Linked DNA regions of Mus musculus: all the other regions are linked to region 1. The links are chromatin contacts, called in public HiChIP or PLAC-seq and promoter capture Hi-C maps. All regions are on one chromosome and are shown on one strand. The core of a region is the stretch at or near the end of the contact, and the rest is flanking DNA. Distances in the headings are between cores, read along the strand shown. Region 1 holds the start of Sys1 (SYS1 Golgi-localized integral membrane protein homolog (S. cerevisiae)). Region 2 overlaps Gm36090 (a long non-coding RNA gene). Region 3 holds the start of Slpi (secretory leukocyte peptidase inhibitor).

Evidence for each region. Promoter capture Hi-C pulls out the DNA fragments that hold promoters and counts their contacts. HiChIP or PLAC-seq counts read pairs in DNA pulled down with a chosen protein or histone mark.
Region 2: an H3K27ac HiChIP or PLAC-seq map of regulatory T cells shows a contact between it and region 1, with 3 times the contacts expected there. The contact joins the enhancer-like site here to the promoter of Sys1 in region 1. A contact is called at or near these places in 17 of 39 promoter capture datasets (the 3T3-L1 cell line, 3T3-L1-derived adipocytes, the C10 cell line and 11 more), 5 of 15 datasets of contacts at CTCF or cohesin (CD8 T cells, the NIH/3T3 cell line, embryonic stem cells and 2 more), 149 of 484 Hi-C or Micro-C datasets (3T3-L1-derived adipocytes, the AML12 cell line, B cells and 87 more), 42 of 115 datasets of contacts at active chromatin or transcription factors (the 230-238 cell line, the 3134 cell line, CD8 T cells and 28 more) and 6 of 9 other capture datasets (adipose tissue, bone marrow-derived macrophages, embryonic stem cells and 3 more).
Region 3: a promoter capture Hi-C map of the C10 cell line shows a contact between it and region 1, with 2.3 times the contacts expected there. The contact joins the promoter of Slpi here to the promoter of Sys1 in region 1. A contact is called at or near these places in 2 of 39 promoter capture datasets (both in the C10 cell line) and 3 of 9 other capture datasets (adipose tissue, liver and pancreatic islet).

The regions. Positions count from the first base shown.
Region 1 is chr2:164,458,646-164,462,556 of GRCm38.p6, forward strand. Sys1 (SYS1 Golgi-localized integral membrane protein homolog (S. cerevisiae)) reads left to right here and starts at 2,326. Exons shown (of 4, transcript NM_025575.3): 1 at 2,326-2,475; 2 at 2,648-2,884. The coding sequence starts at 2,723.
Region 2 is chr2:164,538,540-164,542,506 of GRCm38.p6, forward strand. Gm36090 (a long non-coding RNA gene) reads right to left here. Exons shown (of 6, transcript XR_375205.4): 2 at 3,751-3,967; 3 at 2,587-2,708. Among named protein-coding and RNA genes, the nearest start is that of Gm36090, 8.9 kb to the right of the region's middle. Within about 2 kb of position 2,277, at least 16 of the 459 cell types and tissues checked have an H3K27ac peak or open chromatin away from gene starts, as enhancers often do. A contact at or near this core is called in regulatory T cells, trophoblast stem cells and uterus, where this site is marked.
Region 3 is chr2:164,354,091-164,357,945 of GRCm38.p6, forward strand. Slpi (secretory leukocyte peptidase inhibitor) reads right to left here and starts at 2,417. Exons shown (of 4, transcript NM_011414.3): 1 at 2,098-2,417; 2 at 1,361-1,522; 3 at 786-935; 4 at 1-223. The coding sequence starts at 2,182. The coding sequence ends at 787. Mir7678 (microRNA 7678) reads right to left here and starts at 293; the gene lies at 223-293.

The DNA of each region.
Region 1 (3,911 bases), core at 1,076-3,575:
CCGTGCTCTTCTGTGGAAGTGGGGAGCTTGGGTCTCTGGGAACAGAAATCAATTCAGTCATGGATTTGCCTTTGCCCTTTTCTGTTCTTGATTCATTCAGCAAATATTTGCCAACTGTCCACTACTCACTCTCAGAGAAGGCGGAGATCGAAAATGAATGTGGAGGCAGGCAAGGTCATGGCGTGATTTCAGAAGCTGTGCTTTCTTCTCATTGGATGAGCCACCTCAACACCCACTCTCCTGCCATCAAATGTAGCCGTGTCTGAGCACAGGGCAATGTCTCATGTGTCCAAACCTGCCTAGCCTCCAATGGACACAAACCCACCATTGCAATCCCTGGAAACATTGAATTATAATGTCTCCTTTGCTGCAGTATGGCACACACTTTTAATTTCAGCACTTGGGAGGCAGAGGCAGGTGGATCTCTTGTGAGTTCCAGGCCATTCTGGTCTACAAAGCAAGTTCTAGGAAAGCCAGCAGTGTGATTACACAAAGAAAGAAACCCTGTCTCGAGAAAACAAGAACCAAAACCTGTTTTGCCATTAACTTTATTTAATTAACTAATTTATTTATTTTAGGTTTTTGATTTTTTTTTTTTCAAGACAGGTTTTTCTCTGTGCAGCTTTGACTGTCCTGGAATTCATGCTGTAGTCCAGGCTGGCTGCAAACTTACAGGGATCCACCTGCCTCTGCCTCCTGAATGCTGGAATTAAAAGTGTGCACCACTACCATCTGGCTAACTTTATGTTTTTAAGAGTGTTTGTTAGCTGGGCAGTGGTGGCGCATGCCTTTAATCCCGGCACTTGGGAGGCAGGGGCAGGTGGATTTCTGAGTTTGCGGCCAGCCTGGTCTACAGAGTGAGTTCCAGGACAGCCAGGGCTACACAGAGAAACCCTGTCTCCAAAAACAAGAACAAAAACAAAAGACAGTATGTTGCCCCTCTTCTCTGACCTTTAGTTTAAACATGTGTATAATGGGAGCAGAGGCCAAAAGAAAAAAAAAAAAGAGCCTGAAAACTCTGTACTAAAGAAAGAAAACACTGAGAATCTAAAATGAAAATAGTCATTTTTTAAAATGTATTATTTCCTTGGGAGTCCTTGGGAATTCCATGTGGGTCTGGAATATAGCAAGTTTCAGACCATCCAGGGCTACATAGTGAGACTGTAAGACCCCTGAAGCTGGGCCTCTGCTCAAGTCCCAGGATGAGTTGGCCAGCACCCCAGTGACCCGAGAGAAAACCACACCTGATGCAAACTGCAAGAGGTTTTATTATTAGGTAGCTGAGGATGAAGTCCCTCTGCTGTGCAGGGGCTGGGAGTTGACCCTGAGCGGTGACAGTAGGGGGCTTTTAACAGCTAGCTGGGGAATTGGGAGGAGTTGGGAGGAGAGTTCTTCTCTTCCGGGTGTCCTTGGTGAAATTTACAAGGCAGGAGTGGGGAGTGAGTTCTTTCTGAATTTTTATCTCCATGTCCTCGGCACAGGAAGGCAGGCATCTCTGGTTGTAAAGTATAGAAACAAAAAGGCTTTTTGCTGGCTATAGAGAACAAAGAGCTTCTTTCTGGCTGTATTTTAGAGATCGGGGGAAACAAGCTTGGGGAACGTCCAGGGGCTTTACCTTCCAGGGAGAAACGCTCTAAGTCGGGGTCCCACGAGACTCTGTCTTTAAAAAAAAAAAAAAAGAAAAGTTCCCTTTTGTTAAATTTAAATTGTTGCCGGGTGTGGTGGCGCATGCCTTTAATCCCAGAACTTGGGAGGCAGAGGCAGGCGGATTTCTGAGTTCGAGGCCAGCCTGGTCTACAGAGTGAGTTCCAGGACAGCCAGATCTACACAGAGAAACCCTGTCTCGAAAAAAAACAAAAAAAAATTTTTTTATATTGTTATCATTGTATTTCTATGAGTGTGATAGTCAGATGATAGCTTACAGGAGGCAGTCAGTTCTTTTCTTCCAACATGTGAGTTCAAGATATAAAATGGTCGTCAGTCTTGGCAGCAAGCATCTAGCCCTCTAACCATCTCACCATTCCTCAGTGAATGCTATTTTATTTTATTTTTTATTTTTTATTTATTTTATTTATTTTATTTTTAAAGTCTAGACCTTCCACCCCTTTCCCTCCTAGGAATGGACCTGCTGGATTTTAAAAATCTCCCTCTAGAGGGCGCGCAAGACCCACGGTTTTGTGCCTCATTTCCGTTTGCCTTCATCCTTCATCTTACGCATGTGCAGAGTTTATTTCCGGGCTGCTCGCAAGGGCCCCTTTGGATGGCGTGTAGGGTTCATCCACTGCGTCTGCGCAATGCCCCTCGGTTGCCGTCCCCGGAAGCTCTCCCTTCCCAGGAAGCCGTGGGCCGCAGCTATTCGGCCTCTCTAGGCCGGCGGGTCCTCCGCTCCATGGTCCTGTCTGTCAGCGCTGTGTCAGGAGGCCAGTGCCGAGGTCCGGTCGCGCTCCGACGCTTCGACCCTCGAGCCGGTCGCGGGTGAGTGAACCCGGGAGGAGCCCGGCGGTCGGAACGGGTGGGTCCGCCCGCCCCGCCTCTCCCACCCGGGAATGGGCTTGCTCCCGGGTCCCAGGCCCTCCTCCCTCCCTCCCGCGCCGTTACCAAGGCGACGGCCGGCCCGCCGGCTGCAGCTCCCTGTGTCTTCCCGCAGGTATCCCGGCGGCCGCGGGACGATGGCGTGGTGGCACTGACAGGCGCGGGCGGCTGCCGAGCCCCGCGGGCCGGCATGGCGGGCCAGTTCCGCAGCTACGTGTGGGACCCGTTGCTAATCCTGTCGCAGATCGTACTCATGCAGACCGTCTACTATGGCTCTCTGGGCCTGTGGCTGGCGCTGGTGGACGCGCTGGTGCGCAGCAGCCCGTCCCTGGACCAGATGTTCGACGCGGAGGTAAGCTTAGCGGAAAGGAGTGGGGTTTTGTGGTGGGGCACCGCCGAGCTCTAAATCCGGCTGGGCCAAGTTCTCATTTTGTGGACACTTTTTTTTTTTAAGAAGGGATTTCAGTGTGCGCTCCCCGCGCGACCCCGGTGCCCATCTGTAAAACGGAACGACGAGAACAGGGAAGGAGATAGAGTCTAGGAAGCAAAGTAGTGATCTACAAAGTTCACGCTCAGGAACTGCGCGTTCGAGATACAAACAAGCAAAATCTCATAGGGTTTTAAAGAACCTTACAGTGTTGTGTTGGCTGCCTATGCGCTTAGCCTCGTAGCCAGCTCCGCAGCTTGTGGCTAGAGGTTGAACACACATGGCAGATACTACAGTCAACAGACTTGTGTCCCGGGCAAACATGATGTCTCTTTCTTGAAACCCTCTAGAAAAATGACTTCCTTTCTCCCAGCTGAGCTTGTCAGGAGCCACAGTAAGAAGAGGGATAGACAAAAGGGCATCCGTAATGATGAAGTGGAAACTGTTAAGACTTGGTGTCAGATAGGTCCCTTTAAATTCCTCTCTGCCCTGTGACTTGGGCAAATGTTTCCTCTCCCGTCTGCAATATCACACTGTTGGTACGAGGTGGTGAACTGTTCAAAGAGCCTGCTGTGCTTAGGGTCCAATCTAGCTGAGAGAACTTGAAGAGTTGTTTTGCCTTTCCAATCCCTTTTATCCTCTGCAAAGTGAGCAGGATAATCCTGTCATGTTACCTATAGTAAAATGTTAAAAGGCCCAGAGGGGTTTAAGAATAAGAAAATGCTTCGTGCCGGGTGTGGTGGCACACGCCTTTAATCCCAGCACTCGGGAGGTAGAGGCAGGTGGATTTCTGAGTTTGAGGCCAGCCTTGTCTATACAAAAGTGAGTTCCAGGACAGCAAGGGTAACACAGAGAAACCCTGTCTCAAAAAAAAAAAAAAAAAAAAAACCAAAATGCTTTGTGAGGTATAGTGGAAGCCTAAGAGGTTGCTAAGAGGAGAGACAGTGATAGT
Region 2 (3,967 bases), core at 1,027-3,526, 80 kb after region 1:
AGGAAAAAGGAGGTGGCTGGGAAATGTCAGGTGCTTCTTCTGAGGACCTAAACATGCCAAAACATTGTAGTGAGGGAAAGTTCAAAACTTACTAGGAGAAGATCGGGCCTAAAGAGATAAGACCTGAAGATAGGGCCTAAAGGTCAGCAATGAAGAGTTCATGCTAGGGACACGTTAGTAAGTAAAACTGATTACGCTCTTAAAAGAAATATAAGTTGAATAGACTCGTTTTTGCTTTTAGATGAGGGCTTACCCAAAAAAAGAAATGGTGTGTTGATAGAAAATGCTAATTGTTAGCTTCTATTCTTTATGGAAAAGCTGTATAGAGCAGGACCATACTGTAAAACTAAAACAGAAAATGGCCTGAAGACAACTTAAAACATACTGTGAGCATATTGAATCAGATGGTGATAAAATACCAAGGTTATATTTCTGATAAAAGTTTATGCATGGATTCGGATTGTCTTTTATTTTGAAGCTGCATGTGTGCTGCCGGCCTGTGTAAACTTAGATGTGCCTGACTAGATATGATAATTTGGCTTGCAATACAATATTTAAATCATTTGGGTTGTAATACTCGGGTGTGCTTAGATATGACATAATCGTTTGGATTGTAACACTATACTGCTTAGATATGGGTAAAGGTTAATCACTGACCTCAGAGAAATAAGGGAACTTAAAATGAAATTTAATAAGTACTTGTGGATATTCTTGGATAATGATTAAAGGAAAATTTGAAATGGCATATGTTTGAATGCTCTGAAATTCTGTATAAATGAAGACGGCTGGATCTATTCGGGACCATTTGCTTGAACCTCAACAGGTGGTCAGAGGCCTTCTTTCTGCTGACTCCACACTTCTATCATGGGTTACTGAATTCACTGGGCATGGACTCCAACATCATCATTCTTTTTCCTCCTCCTCCTCCTTCTCTTCCTCCTCCTCCTCTTCTTCTTCTTCCTTCTCCCTCCCCCTCCCCCTTTTTCTTCCAGGCTAGGTGGAGAATATTTCCCCTCGCTGCATGTCTCTCAATATCTCTCCACATACCCAGTGAGTTCAGGTGCTATTTCCTCTGCGTGTTCATTCCCAAGGCAGGTGGAATAGCCTCCTTCATCTCTCATCTCCTTCACCTGCCCTAGGGTTCCTGAAAAACCCTTCAAACCAACATTCTCCATCAAGTCTCAGGGGCAGGGCTTATGTCTTAATTATGGCTCCATCCCTAACACCAGGTCCTCGGTAGGATTCACGTTTGCCCAGTGACTCAAAGGTCCACTGTGCTCTCCGGAGCCCTGGAGGTGAGCACGTTGGTTTCTCCTTCCTTTAGACTTCAGGCTTTAGGACCTTGAGTCTTCCTTTGTTATTAGACCTGGGTGTTCACTAGCTCTCCAACAGCTGCAGCCCCTAGCTGAGCCTTGACCCTAGGCACAGGAGGAGGGATGCTTTTCAGAACCAAGCAAAAGGGTGCTTGTTCTTCAACATCTCCAATTGAGCCATCCAGCCAGTTATGACTGGCACGTGCTAGTAATCCCAACACTCAGCAGGCTGGAGAAGGATGATGATGAGAATAAGTGCAGCTTGGGCTATAAAATGAGACTCTGGGGGAGGGGGGAGATTTCAAAAAGCAAATAACAACAACTAAAAAACCCAAACCCGGCTGGTGAGATGGCTCAGCAGGTAAGAGCACCCGACTGCTCTTCCGAAGGTCCGGAGTTCAAATCCCAGCAACCACATGGTGGCTCACAACCATCCATAAAGAGATCTGACTCCCTCTTCTGGAGTGTCTGAAGACAGCTACAGTGTACTTACATATAATAAATAATAAATAAATCTTAAAAAAAAACAAACCCCAAACCATTGAATATAGGACATATCCCTAGCATCTCATTCCAGTATTTTTTTTTTCTCTATCCCACAGCCACCGCCTCAGCAGCTCCTATCCTATCACTAACCACACAGCCTGTTGACATTCCTCTGATTCTATCTGAGGAGTGCATCAGAACCAAGCTCCTTCATCACCCACCTTCTCCCCTGACCCCGTGCCTCCCACCCCGTGCCCCCCACCCCCTCCGCCCCAGCCCCTGGCCCCATCTCTCCTTCCATGACTTTTTTTTTCTGCTTCATCTCAAAATGTCAGAAAGCCCTCTGATCTCCAAGTGTTTACATTCTCTGAGCTGCTGGGATAATTCCCAGCTCAGCTCCCCAGAAAGCCCTGCCTGACTTTCTGGTGAGTGCTTCACTTCACTGCCTTTTGGTCCCTCCCCCTACAAGGAGCATAGAATCTTATTCGGTCTGTGTTTGTCCCCACCCAGGGTGGCAAACTCCTAGAGGCCAACATCTGTGTCTCTAGTACACAGAGGGCACACACCAGTGTGGGTTAGAGACTCCTTGGGTTTGTTTCCTGAGTCCCTAGGCTTGGGAGCCATAGCAGGAGGTGAACTCACTAGCTCAAGCCCTGTTCTATGAGAGCCCTCAGGCCATTGGAGAAAGCAGCCATTTAAATGTAATTGCTGGTTCTGTGATGAGTGATGCTGTTTGGCAAGCTGTTTGGCAAGAGGTAGAGACTGAGGCAAGTCACACACACCTTACCTGCAGGATCAGGACTGGACCTGAGGGCTCCACTTCTCATTCAATTCATCAAAAAGACCTGAGGCTGTTGCCAGGAGAGGAAGCCAGGAGCTGGGCCAACCCCGCTGGAGCTTCCAGAGAATCTGCGGAAACGATTTGAACTGAGCACACACAACAGTGGTTTCCGTTATGGCTTGAATGGTAGCCTCCCCGTCCCTGGCTTTCATTTTGAACTTCAGGAGCTCAGAATGATACCTTATTCAAAGCGATGTTTATGGGGGAGGGAATCAGGTGGAATTGTAGTTCCGGAGTGGGCTTTAGTCCAATCAGAATGGAGCCCTTATACAAAGAGGACTCGAGGCTGACATGCATCCAGGGAGGGCAGCGGTGAGGATGCAGCCAGAGATGGGGGATGGGGGTGGTGGGGGTGGTGATGGACCTTTACATCCAGAGATAGCAATGTTTGTCAGCAAGCCACCAGGAAATAGGTGGTGGTGGGTGGGGGAGAGACAAGAAACAAGACTCCTCACAGACATCTGAAGGAACCAGCTCTGCCACATCTTGGTCTTGACTCTCCAAAGGAAAGTGAAGGAGAGTAAGTTCCTATTGTTTAAATTTCCCTGTTTATGGAATTTTGTGACAGCAGGCTTAGGGAACTGGTAACTCTCTACATGACCTCGGAAAGCATCGAGCCATGGAAAACCTGACCATGGCTTAAGTAAGTAGAGAGTCTAATTGTCTTGTGTATGAAGCAGTCTGGCACACGCGATCCTCATTTGGCATCTTTCTTGATAGGACCCAGTGATGTCCAGCTCACAATGATTCCCTGTTCCTGCTTGTCACCTTATGGTTGGTCACACAACAGCTGGTCTTTACACATTATGCCTCTGTTCCCAATAAAATGGAGGTGCTTTAATACTTCCTTTCTGTGATTTTTTTTTTCACATCTTTATTTGGAGGTGGGCAACCCTCACTAGGACATACAGCCTGTGTTCCATGGGCAGAGCTGTGAGCCATGAACAACCTCAGCTTCAGAGAGCTGATGATGCCCAGCTTTTCTGCAGGGTACTTGTTGCTACTGCCCAAAATGAGGCTCTGTGTGTATGTGTGTGTGTGTGTGTGTGTGTGTGTTAGTTTACACTGAGAGTGGGGAGTTTATAAAGAAAGAGTGTTATCTTGACTCACACTCTGGATGATAGAAATCCTGAGATCAGACAGCTGCACGTGGGCATTCAGCCCACATGGAAAGGAGTGATTCCAGGGAAAGGGGTGGACCACATCAGGCTTTCTGGCTTCTCACGGCTCAGCTGCTCGCTCCCATGGATTAATCCAGTCCTGCTTGAGGAGTGTCCCCTGCTAAGAGAGCAGCACTGATCGTCTGAATGACTTGCTGTTGCGGGAT
Region 3 (3,855 bases), core at 1,167-3,666, 100 kb before region 1:
TTATTTATTTGCTCTCCAACAGCATTTCCCTAAAGATCGGTGAATGCTGAGCCAAAAGGAGATGTTAGTGGTAAAACAGTAACCCTGGTCCACAGGATCCAAGCCTGGGATACAGGGAGCCGGGAGCCATGGAACCCGGAGCAGGGACGCCTGGGAGCAGGGAAGTAGTTTCCAGAGCACACCGAGCACGAGTCCAGAGCCGGCGCCAATGTCAGGGATCAGGCTACAAGAGAAAGTAAGGAAAGACCTTCAACATAGGAACCAGCTAGATCATTCCTATCCAGCCCTTGTAAGGGAGCATGCTGAGAACGGTCAAAGGGTAAAGTGGGGCTGGACTTGAGAGGATCTGGGGTTTCAGGAGAACAGGTTCAAATCTCGTTGTCGTTGTAAAACTCAAAACGCAGAGCACTGAGCTAGACATTCCTCACATTATACCTATCCTTTGTGCTCTGACCAGAGAGACACCATGAAGTAAATAACATGGGAAGCAAATAACGTATACTGTGCCTCGCAAAACTTCAACTTCGGTATTTCTATTGTGCAGGCAGAGACTCTGAGAGCCATTCACCCGAGGCCCTTACCCTGACAGGCTGCCACAGGATCAAAGCCTCAGGCAATGCTAAGCTTTGCCCTAAGAAACAGGGGACAGTTCCCTTAAACGGCAAACAGACAGGGGCTCCTGATTAGAATAGAATCTCCTGGCGCATGTGCTTCGAGCTCCAGAACCTTGAAGCAGAAAAGGGCTGGAGAGAAATGAGCTCTGCCTACCCCAGCCCACTCCTTACCTCACATCGGGGGCAGGCAGACTTTCCCACATATACCCTCACAGCACTTGTATTTGCCGTCACACTGCCCGTCCCTCTGGCAGACATTGGGAGGGTTAAGCATCATACATCTTGCCTGAGTTTTGACGCACCTCCCAGGCTTCCTCCACACTGTTGAGAAAGGATTCACAGGGCCGATGTCTTAGGGCTCAGGCAACACATCTCCATGTCTTTAACCCAACATCTCCTTCCTGAGCGAGGAAGTTCGTCCCCATCCACCCATCACCTTTGTCACCTCCTCCCAAACACGCCTCCTGAAAGAGGACCTGCTTCCTCGCTACCATCTAGCCTCCAGCCAATGCAGGGGACCAGCTCTCCAGCCCCGAAAGGGCCGAATGGTTGTAAAGCCATCATCCTCACAGAGTGGCAACTGCAGGCAAATGGCTCTTCCTGCCAATGGCAGCAAGAGGCCTTGACTAACTGACATGTTGGACCCAACAGCTCTTAGAAACAAGGATGCCTGGGAGGGACTCTTCATTCACTCTGGGTGGCTCTTGACGTTGATTGTCCCCTCTCTGTTTTCTCTGCTGGCTCACCTGGTTTGCGAATGGGAACAGGATTCACGCACTTGGAACCGCAAGCATCTTGGCAGCACCTCTGCTTTCCCGGGCACTCCCAGTCAGTACGGCATTGTGGCTTCTCAAGCTTAAGGCACTGGGCAGGCTTTTTAGCAGGGCAGGCTCCGATTTTGATAGCATCTAAAGAGAAGCTCAAGATGTTAGGAGGGTACGGACTATCATCATTCCTAGACGAAGGTCCACATCTCAGAATATAGACCCTCATTCCAGTGGCCCACAACTTCAAAGAGAAATACCGGGCTGACCTAGGGAGGAAAAGTCAGACTTGGTCAACCAAGACATGTGACCAGGAAAAATCAGACTGAGGATAAAAGGTACCGGGCTCCCAGTCAAGGTTTTCTACCTCAGGGCTAAGCAAGATCTCACAAAGACAGAAGGTGGGAGCAGGAATAATGGAGACCAAGAGAAATAAATAGGAAGGGAACTAATATGTGAGATGCTGAGAACTAAAGCCAGAGACAGAAACAAACAGAAAGGCTAAAGGGCAGGGACAGAGCTGTGTGAGACCTGAGCTGACAGGATGGCTGCATAAGAGGAGCACCTCTACATGCCTTGAAACTTCATCAAGACCTCAGACCCCAGCGAGACACAGATGTCGCCCTGAGGTCAGAGTAAACTGAAAAACAGCCCAAACCATCAGGAGCCCCCACCTCTGATACTCCAGGCAATGTTGGACCAAAGCAACTCCAACTCACCATTTTTGCCTCCTTCCACAGTCCAGGGTGCCAGGATCCCCAGAGCAAGGAGCACCGTGAAAGGTAAAAGGCCGCAGGACTTCATGGTGAAGGCAGGGGAGCTCTGATGACCAGTCCCGAGGATCACTATTTATGTCTTTACCAGGAGGCGTGGCCCCAGTGGCATGCATTTGGCCCCTCCCTGTGGCTCTTGCACAGGCAGGAAGCTTAGCCACAGAACAGGAGTCTTGCTGCTACAGAAGTAGGTGGCAGACTTTCTGTTTCAGGCAGGACCATGAGGCCATCAGAGTAACCACCTGAGAGCTGAAAATGACAGAAGCTGTCTTGGAAGTTATCAGCAGAGGGACATTGCAAGTGATCACCTGAGCCCTGAGCATTGTGAAATCCCAAGACTATTGCTCTCACTAGTAGAGAAGAACCAGTCACAAAAGGGTTACCCTAACCTGAAGCTGAGACATCACACGTGGACTCTCGGCTGAAACTCTGCCATACACCTCTATTTTTTTTTTTTTTAATGTTCCTGGACTTTCTGGGATTTTGAAACTCTAACCTATTGCTCAATACAAATTCCTTCTCGAGATGAAGATGACGCATGGCTCAACCAACTGATGTTGATTTCTGCCAAATCATTTGCACCGCTGTTTGCCCGGTGCCCATTCCATGACTGGAACCTGGAAAGCAATCCCTAAACAAATGAAAGTTACACACAGAAGGGCCTTGCCTTCAGCCAACCTTGTTGGAGCTCAGTCTCTTAGTCGTGAAACAACTTGGGACTGGTTTTAAGATTAAGGGCTTAAAATGACCCTTAAAGTAATGAATGAATTGCATCAATGGCTAATAGAGATCACTGATGCGGACTGGAGGAAAGAGACAGGGCCTCTTACTCATCGCTGCAATCAGCGTGGAGCTGTGGTGTCCTTTGACTTGTTAAAGGAATTCATTCTTCCTACCCCTAAATCCTCCACAGGCTTCAGATGTCAGCCAAAAACTATGGCTGCCATGCATTCCGCCCACTATGGATGCTCCCTGGTGTGTGTTGATTGCATCCAATGATCAGAAGAGATATCGTTCTCTGTAGACTTCAACCCAAGATTCCCTTCCTACAAATCCCGAGCCTTCCTGCAAATCCTGAGCCTTACGTCAGCATCGTGGCACCATCTCTGTAGATTCCATATTTGTGCATTTATACCATTTGCCTCCTCTGTCTACCCCCTCCAATCTCACCCCCCACCCTCCTCCTTCTCAAGTTCTCGGCCTCTCTTGGCCTCTCTTTCTTTAATTATTACTGTTCTGCGTGTATATGAATAGATATACTGATACAACCTACTGAGTCAGGTTAGTGCTGCTCATGTGTGTATGTCTTTTAGGGCTGATCACTTGATATTAGATAGCCAACTGGGCTCATCCTTAGGAAAGACCCCCTCTCTTGGCAATCTTTAAGTACCTGTATTTTATCATCTAGGGGTGAAGCTCCGAGAGATTCCCCCTTCCACCATGGCATGTCAACTGGTATCCAGGTCTTATTGAGGCAGCCATGATGGATGTTGAGATGTCATGGTCCTTGTAATTTTCCCACTTGTTCCTCAAAGGAAGTTTGTAGACATTGAAACAGACACAAAAAGGCTATGTGTTAAGTACTGGGCTCCACAAGGTATTCTCTAAGCCAGGAGCCAGCTGTTAGCAGAGCCTTTTATGCAGAAATTATTCCATGGTTTCAATTTTGGTGCCAAAGAAAAGGGAAGAAAAAAATCAGTATGT